Regions from separate parts of the Hordeum vulgare genome. Here region 1 is linked to region 2. Evidence: chromatin contacts called from public Hi-C data. All regions are on one chromosome and are shown on one strand. The core of a region is the stretch at or near the end of the contact, and the rest is flanking DNA. Distances in the headings are between cores, read along the strand shown.

Region 1 (2,891 bases), core at 20-2,519, 190 kb before region 2:
GCGAAAGTACAGCTTGCACCTGCAACAGCGATCAAAGACACTACCACCTTGCAATATCATTCAAGGCTATTGAATCACGTACAAAAGGCAGAGAAGACAAAATTATACTAATTGCAAACGGCAAGAGATGGACCTTATCAAGGGATACAGGGTCCAACACGTAGATCCAGCACATCAAGGGTTCAGTGAGCTGGTTGTGCAAGGCCCATGGCACAGCCGTAGAGACCGTCAACTTCATTCCCTCCAGCATCGAAAGTACAGCTTGCAACTGCGAGGGCAACCAAAGAAACTACTACCTTGCAATATCATTCGAGGCTACTGCTGAATCATGTGCAAAACAGGCAGAGATGACAATTTGCTAACGTCGAGGGATGGACCTTATCAGGGGATACAGAGTCGAAGTCGTGGCTCCCACCCGGGAAGTGCATTTTTAGCTCAATGCTAGGGACCATCAGCTCCATTCCCGCGAGCGACAGAAGTACATCTTGCACCTGCGACAGCGATCGAACACGCTAGCGCCGTTCAACATCACCCGAGGCTACTGAATCACGTACGGCGACAACAACAACAACAAAAAAAGGGCAGAGAAAGACAGTTGGCAGAGGACAAGGGGTGGACCTCATCAGGGGTTACGGAGTCGAACTTGCACTCCTGGCCCCGGAAGGTCATGGTGAGCGTGTTGCGCGAGGCGGGCGGTGCAGCCGTGGAGTCCGCCGGATCCAATCTCCCCTGCAGCGAGAGCGCAGCTTCCACCTGCGACACCTTGTCAGGGGAGACGGACATGAAAATGTGCACCGCGCCCGGGAAGCACAGGGTGAGCAGGTTGCAGCCGCAGAAATCCTGGCCGCAGCCGCCGCCGCAGTAGGCGCGCTGCTCCGCCGAGTCCTCGGTGTCCATCGGGACGGCCTCCCAGTCGCCGCCGTGCTCATGCTGCTCGTCCCCCTCCTCCTCCTCCTCCTCCTCCTCCTCCTCCATCTCGTCCTCGTACGCGTCCTCCGCCTCCTCCTCCTCCATCTCGCCCTCGTACGCGTCCTCCGCCTCCTCCTCCTCCTCCGCCTCGGCCTCCACGGGCGCGAGGTCGTCGAACACCCCGGCCGGCTGCGGGGGGAAGTCGGGGCCCCAGAACGACGGTGCCATGGCGATGGATCGGATCGGATGGGATCGGGTTGGATTTTGGGCGACGGGGATGGAGCTGGGGATTTGGATCTGTTTTCGGTGTGGACTGTGGGTGTGGAGTGGCGGAAATGGAAACGTCAAAGGGGCGACTGGTCGTGGGCCCCACCCCCACCGTCCCCCGATGTGCCAAAATGCGGTTGCACTTTTTGGAAGGATGGAGCGCGCATGTCTCACGTGCTGCATAGCATTAATTGTACAAATAATTAATAAAGGACCCGTCAGCTGGCGAATGTCAGCCAGGAGGGGTGGCATTTGTGAACGATTTCGGGGCTGTTTGGTTTCTAGACACACCTTGCCATATTTTATCATAACTTATCTTAGTCAAGTTTAATTAAGTTAGGTGGGTGTTTGGTTCTAGCCACACCTAAAGCAAGTATTTTTTAATCTATATATATATATATATATATATATATATATTATTACTAGCAAAAGGCCCGTGCGTTGCAACGGAAGAAAAAATATCACACGCTTTTAATTTTTATAATCATTTTGGTTTATTAAAATAATAAGCTAACTAACTAATGTAGTAAGTCCTGTCCTATTTTGTTGGAAAATCAACCCGTCCATTGTTAATTCCATCATGATGAGAAATTGAGGATGATGCGTCTGCTCGATGCAGAACGGCGGCGGCGCGGCGAAGCTAAGTACTTGCAGGTGGAGGCGGGCCTCCATGGCTCACACGGGGAACTCCGAGGTTATGGCGCGGCAACGGCGACTCCTTATGGCCAGATAGAGGCGCCTAACCCTTGCTCCCCTCATCGTATCCCTTCCTCCGGCAGGAACTCATCATCTCGTGAGATCCCCTCCCCATGCCTCCAACCGTGTGCCAAGCACCGGTAAGAAATTTTGTTTTGTGGGGATTTGTTTGCTGATGAATGAATGTATAATGTAAGATTGTATTGTTGTATTGTTGTAGAGACAAAGAATGGAACACCACCTTCAGTTTGTCATCTGATCCCACATTCTCTACCCCATGAGTGAAATAAGATAACAGTCCATTGATCAATTCACGTAGCCTCTTTGTTTTGCTTTGTTTGTCCCGCTCAATTTCTCATCATGGTGGAATTAACAATGGACGGGTTGATTTATCAACAAAATAGAATAGGACTGACTACATTAGTTAGTTAGTTTATTATTTTAATAAATCAAAATGATTATAAAAAAATTTAAAACGTGTGGTATTTTCTTCTCCCGTTGCAACGCACGGGCCCTATTGCTAGTTAGTACTAAACCCCACATGTCATAGACACAAAAAGTGTGGCAAGATTTCCTTAGGCAAGCCAATGTGTGGCTAACAATTTGAGCAGCTCAAGTAAGACAAGTGTGGCAAGTGTAGCAAAAATAATGTGGTAAGATATGGCAAAGATAGTCACAATCCAAACAGCCCCTTCGTTGACAACTTTTAGTTATGGGGTGTTGTAATGTCTTCACATCGATATTGCCATTTTGTATCACAGAAGGGAAATTTTCATTTAAAATTGTCACCGTTTGATCTCATTCTCATCATAAAAATTAGAATTAAGACTGTCATCAACAGTGATTCGTTTGCCACCCTTCTCCCAGCAAACAGTTGTCAGATATTATTTCCGATTAATGAAAAACCATAGTAATTAAGGCAAGAAAATGCGACCCTCTCACTCGTTCATAAATTGCAGCGGTGTGTGTTGCATTGCATCCACGCAATAGTTTATATTCATACTTTTAATTTACATTTT
Region 2 (3,007 bases), core at 426-2,925:
CTTTCCAGCCTCTAATTCTGCTTAATACCCTTTCCACCAGATGTTGAAAGCAGCCAGATCTATCTACCCCCACAATAGGTGGAAGCCCAAGATACTTGTCTGAAACAGCCTCGGCCATAATGTTAAGTGTGGTGCAAACCTCCGCTCGTATCTGGGCTGGAGTACACGGACTGAAGAAGATTGCCGACTTGGCCTCGCTCACCAGTTGTCCCGAGGCTGCGCAGTAATCCTGAAGAACTTGACGTAAGCAGGTCGCATGGGCCTGATCTGCTCTCATCAAAATGAGGGAATCATATGCGAATAGAAGATGTGACACAGGTGGCGCGGCCCGACACACCCTCACACCTGTTATATTACCCGCCTGCTCCTCATGCGATAACAGAGCTGACAGACCCTCGACGCATAACAGGAATAGATAGGGGGACAAGGGATCTCCTTGCCGAAGACCCCTCGTTGGAACAAAGACGTCTGATAATTCATTATTGATACGCACCTGGTATTGCACCGAGGAAACACATTCCACGATGAGATCCACCCAATCCTGAGAGAAACCCAGCCTGATCATCATTCGTGCTAAAAACTGCCACACCACCCGATCATAAGCTTTGTGCATGTCTAGCTTGACTGCACAATTACCATACCCAGACAACTTCTTTTTAATAGCATGATAGGATTCGAAAGCCACCAAGAAGTTATCGGTGATCAGCCTGCCCGGGACAAATGCACTTTGGTTTGGGGATATGATCTCAGGCAGCAAGCTCTTCAGCCGAGCCGCCAGAACCTTCGAGATGATTTTGTAGAGGACGTTGCACAAGCTGACAGGTCTAAATTGGGATATGCTCTCCGGGTTCTCAACCTTGGGGGATCAGAACAATGCATGCTAAGGCCCTGCTTGGAATGCCGTTTTATTTTTACAAGTGTAATATTTTACAGATGTATTATATCGGTCATAGTATAAAATCAGCTGAAAACTAAACCAATCAATAGAAGTGTGTATTATTTTTACAAGTGTATTTGGCAAAAAAAAAGACATCCGAAGCAGGGCCTAAACCCGCCCAACTCGCATCACGCGGGTTCTCACAAAACTTTGCTACCACACGCAGCCTAAACGTAAGCACTAACAACTGACCTGGCGTAAGCGTAACCACTAACTAATCACCATGCATGCTAAACCCGCCCAACTCGCATCACGCGGCGAAACCATCAGCCATGGCAGCCCCCCGCGTCGCTCGTCCGTACCGTACGCCCCGCCTGCCTGACGGGTCAACGGGGGGAGGAAAGGCGCGCGCGCCGGCGAAGCAACCCAACCGCTGCACCGATCGGGCAAACGGCCCACGTTCCCCTCTCCCGCCCGAACCCCGGCGCGCCCTCGTGGCCCCGCCCGACGACGTCCACGCGCCCCGGATGTTTCACGAGCCGTCGCTGCAGCGCCGCACGCTACGCGGGGGGCGTTCACGTGCGAGCCGTTGCCGGAAAGCCGGCGGGCGGCTTACCCGGACCGGAAGGATGGACGATCGGTCTCGATCCCGGTCCCGAGGAGCGGCAATGGCCATGTGTCCCGAAGGGGCCGGCCATGTGGGCGGGCCGCCGCGGGCATATATAGGGCGGCCACAGGATCTCCTTCTCATCATCTTCCTCGGGCTGCCGCGTGTTCCATCGCTAGCTGCCTGCCAGTGCCAGTGCCCCTTCGCTGTCCCTGAGCGGCACCGGTCGCCATCTTCCTCCTCATCACAATCCCACCACCACCACTCCCCCAAGTCCAAGCCCCAGTGGAGCTACGTACGTACGTACGTTCCTTCCCCCGGAATAAAAAAGCCTTCCTGCTCGGTCGCTCTCCGCCTTTGCCTCTGCCTTCGTATCCCTCATCCCCTCCCTCCCCCGCCGCTCCCGGACGTGCTCTGCTTCTCCAGATCCGCCGCCGACGACGCCGCCGCTGCTGCGTCCCGAGGTGAGCGATCCATCCCGCCCGCGCACGGGGCGGATGAGCTTCTCTCCTCCCTCATTTTCTTTTCTTTTCCTTTTCCTCCTGCGGCCTTCGTGAGGCGTAGCGGCGGCGAATTGGGCCGCCTCCGGTTCCGGTCGCCGCGGGCGGGAGGAGCTGCGTTGAAATGCGGCCAATTCGGCGCCGGATTGCAGCGCCCAGCTACGGTTTGTGCTGCGCTGGCCGCTGGGCTTGGGGACGGAGGGTGTCTCTGATTCAGTTTCAGAAGACACCACTGGGGACTTGGTCAGTCAGACAAACAGTGTTACACTGGCACTGGTGGTAGGTTGAGGATAAAATCGTGGGGGTGGAAACTCAGGCTGCTAGTAGTAGTGCCATGGAAAAGGTCAAGCTCATAAGACATGGCAAAGTTTGAAATGGATGAAGGCTTAAGAGCATTGCTCGCGCCGTGTTAGACGCTTGTGTTATGGGGGGATGATGAATTGTGTGTGGGATGGAAACATATACTGTTATTACCATGGGGGAAAAAAAAGTCAAGCTCACCAAAATTAAATTGGCACCCTAACCTAGTAAACTTTTCCATTGCCATGCTTCCATTATTCTCAATTATAAGTACAACTTAATCTGTGTTTCCTTCTTCTCCCTAGAAAATGGCGATGATGGTGGATCCTCCGAACGGCATCGGAAACCATGGCAAGCACTACTACACCATGTGGCAGACCATGTTCGAGATCGACACCAAGTACGTGCCCATCAAGCCCATCGGGAGGGGAGCCTACGGGATAGTTTGCTCCTCCATCAACCAGGAGACCAATGAGAAGGTCGCCATCAAAAAGATAAACAACGTCTTTGACAACCGTGTGGATGCGTTAAGGACGCTGCGCGAGCTGAAGCTCCTCCGGCACCTGCGCCACGAGAATGTCATTGCTTTGAAGGATATAATGATGCCGATACATAGGAGGAGCTTCAAGGATGTCTACTTGGTCTCCGAGCTCATGGACACGGATCTGCATCAGATTGTCAAGTCGTCTCAGCCGCTGTCCAATGACCACTGCCAGTATTTCC

The links. Hi-C and Micro-C count contacts between places; a contact is called where the count stands out from the background.
Region 1: a contact with region 2 is called in a Hi-C map of seedling, with 2.1 times the contacts expected there. The contact joins the promoter of LOC123410135 here to the promoter of LOC123408056 in region 2. A contact is called at or near these places in 2 of 6 Hi-C or Micro-C datasets (leaf and seedling).

The regions. Positions count from the first base shown.
Region 1 is chr7H:569,128,599-569,131,489 of MorexV3_pseudomolecules_assembly, reverse strand. LOC123410135 (GATA transcription factor 20-like) reads right to left here and starts at 1,269. Exons shown (of 7, transcript XR_006612976.1): 1 at 619-1,269; 2 at 378-491; 3 at 134-268; 4 at 1-19.
Region 2 is chr7H:568,936,062-568,939,068 of MorexV3_pseudomolecules_assembly, reverse strand. LOC123408056 (mitogen-activated protein kinase 4) reads left to right here and starts at 1,675. Exons shown (of 3, transcript XM_045101265.1): 1 at 1,675-1,948; 2 at 2,590-3,007. The coding sequence starts at 2,593.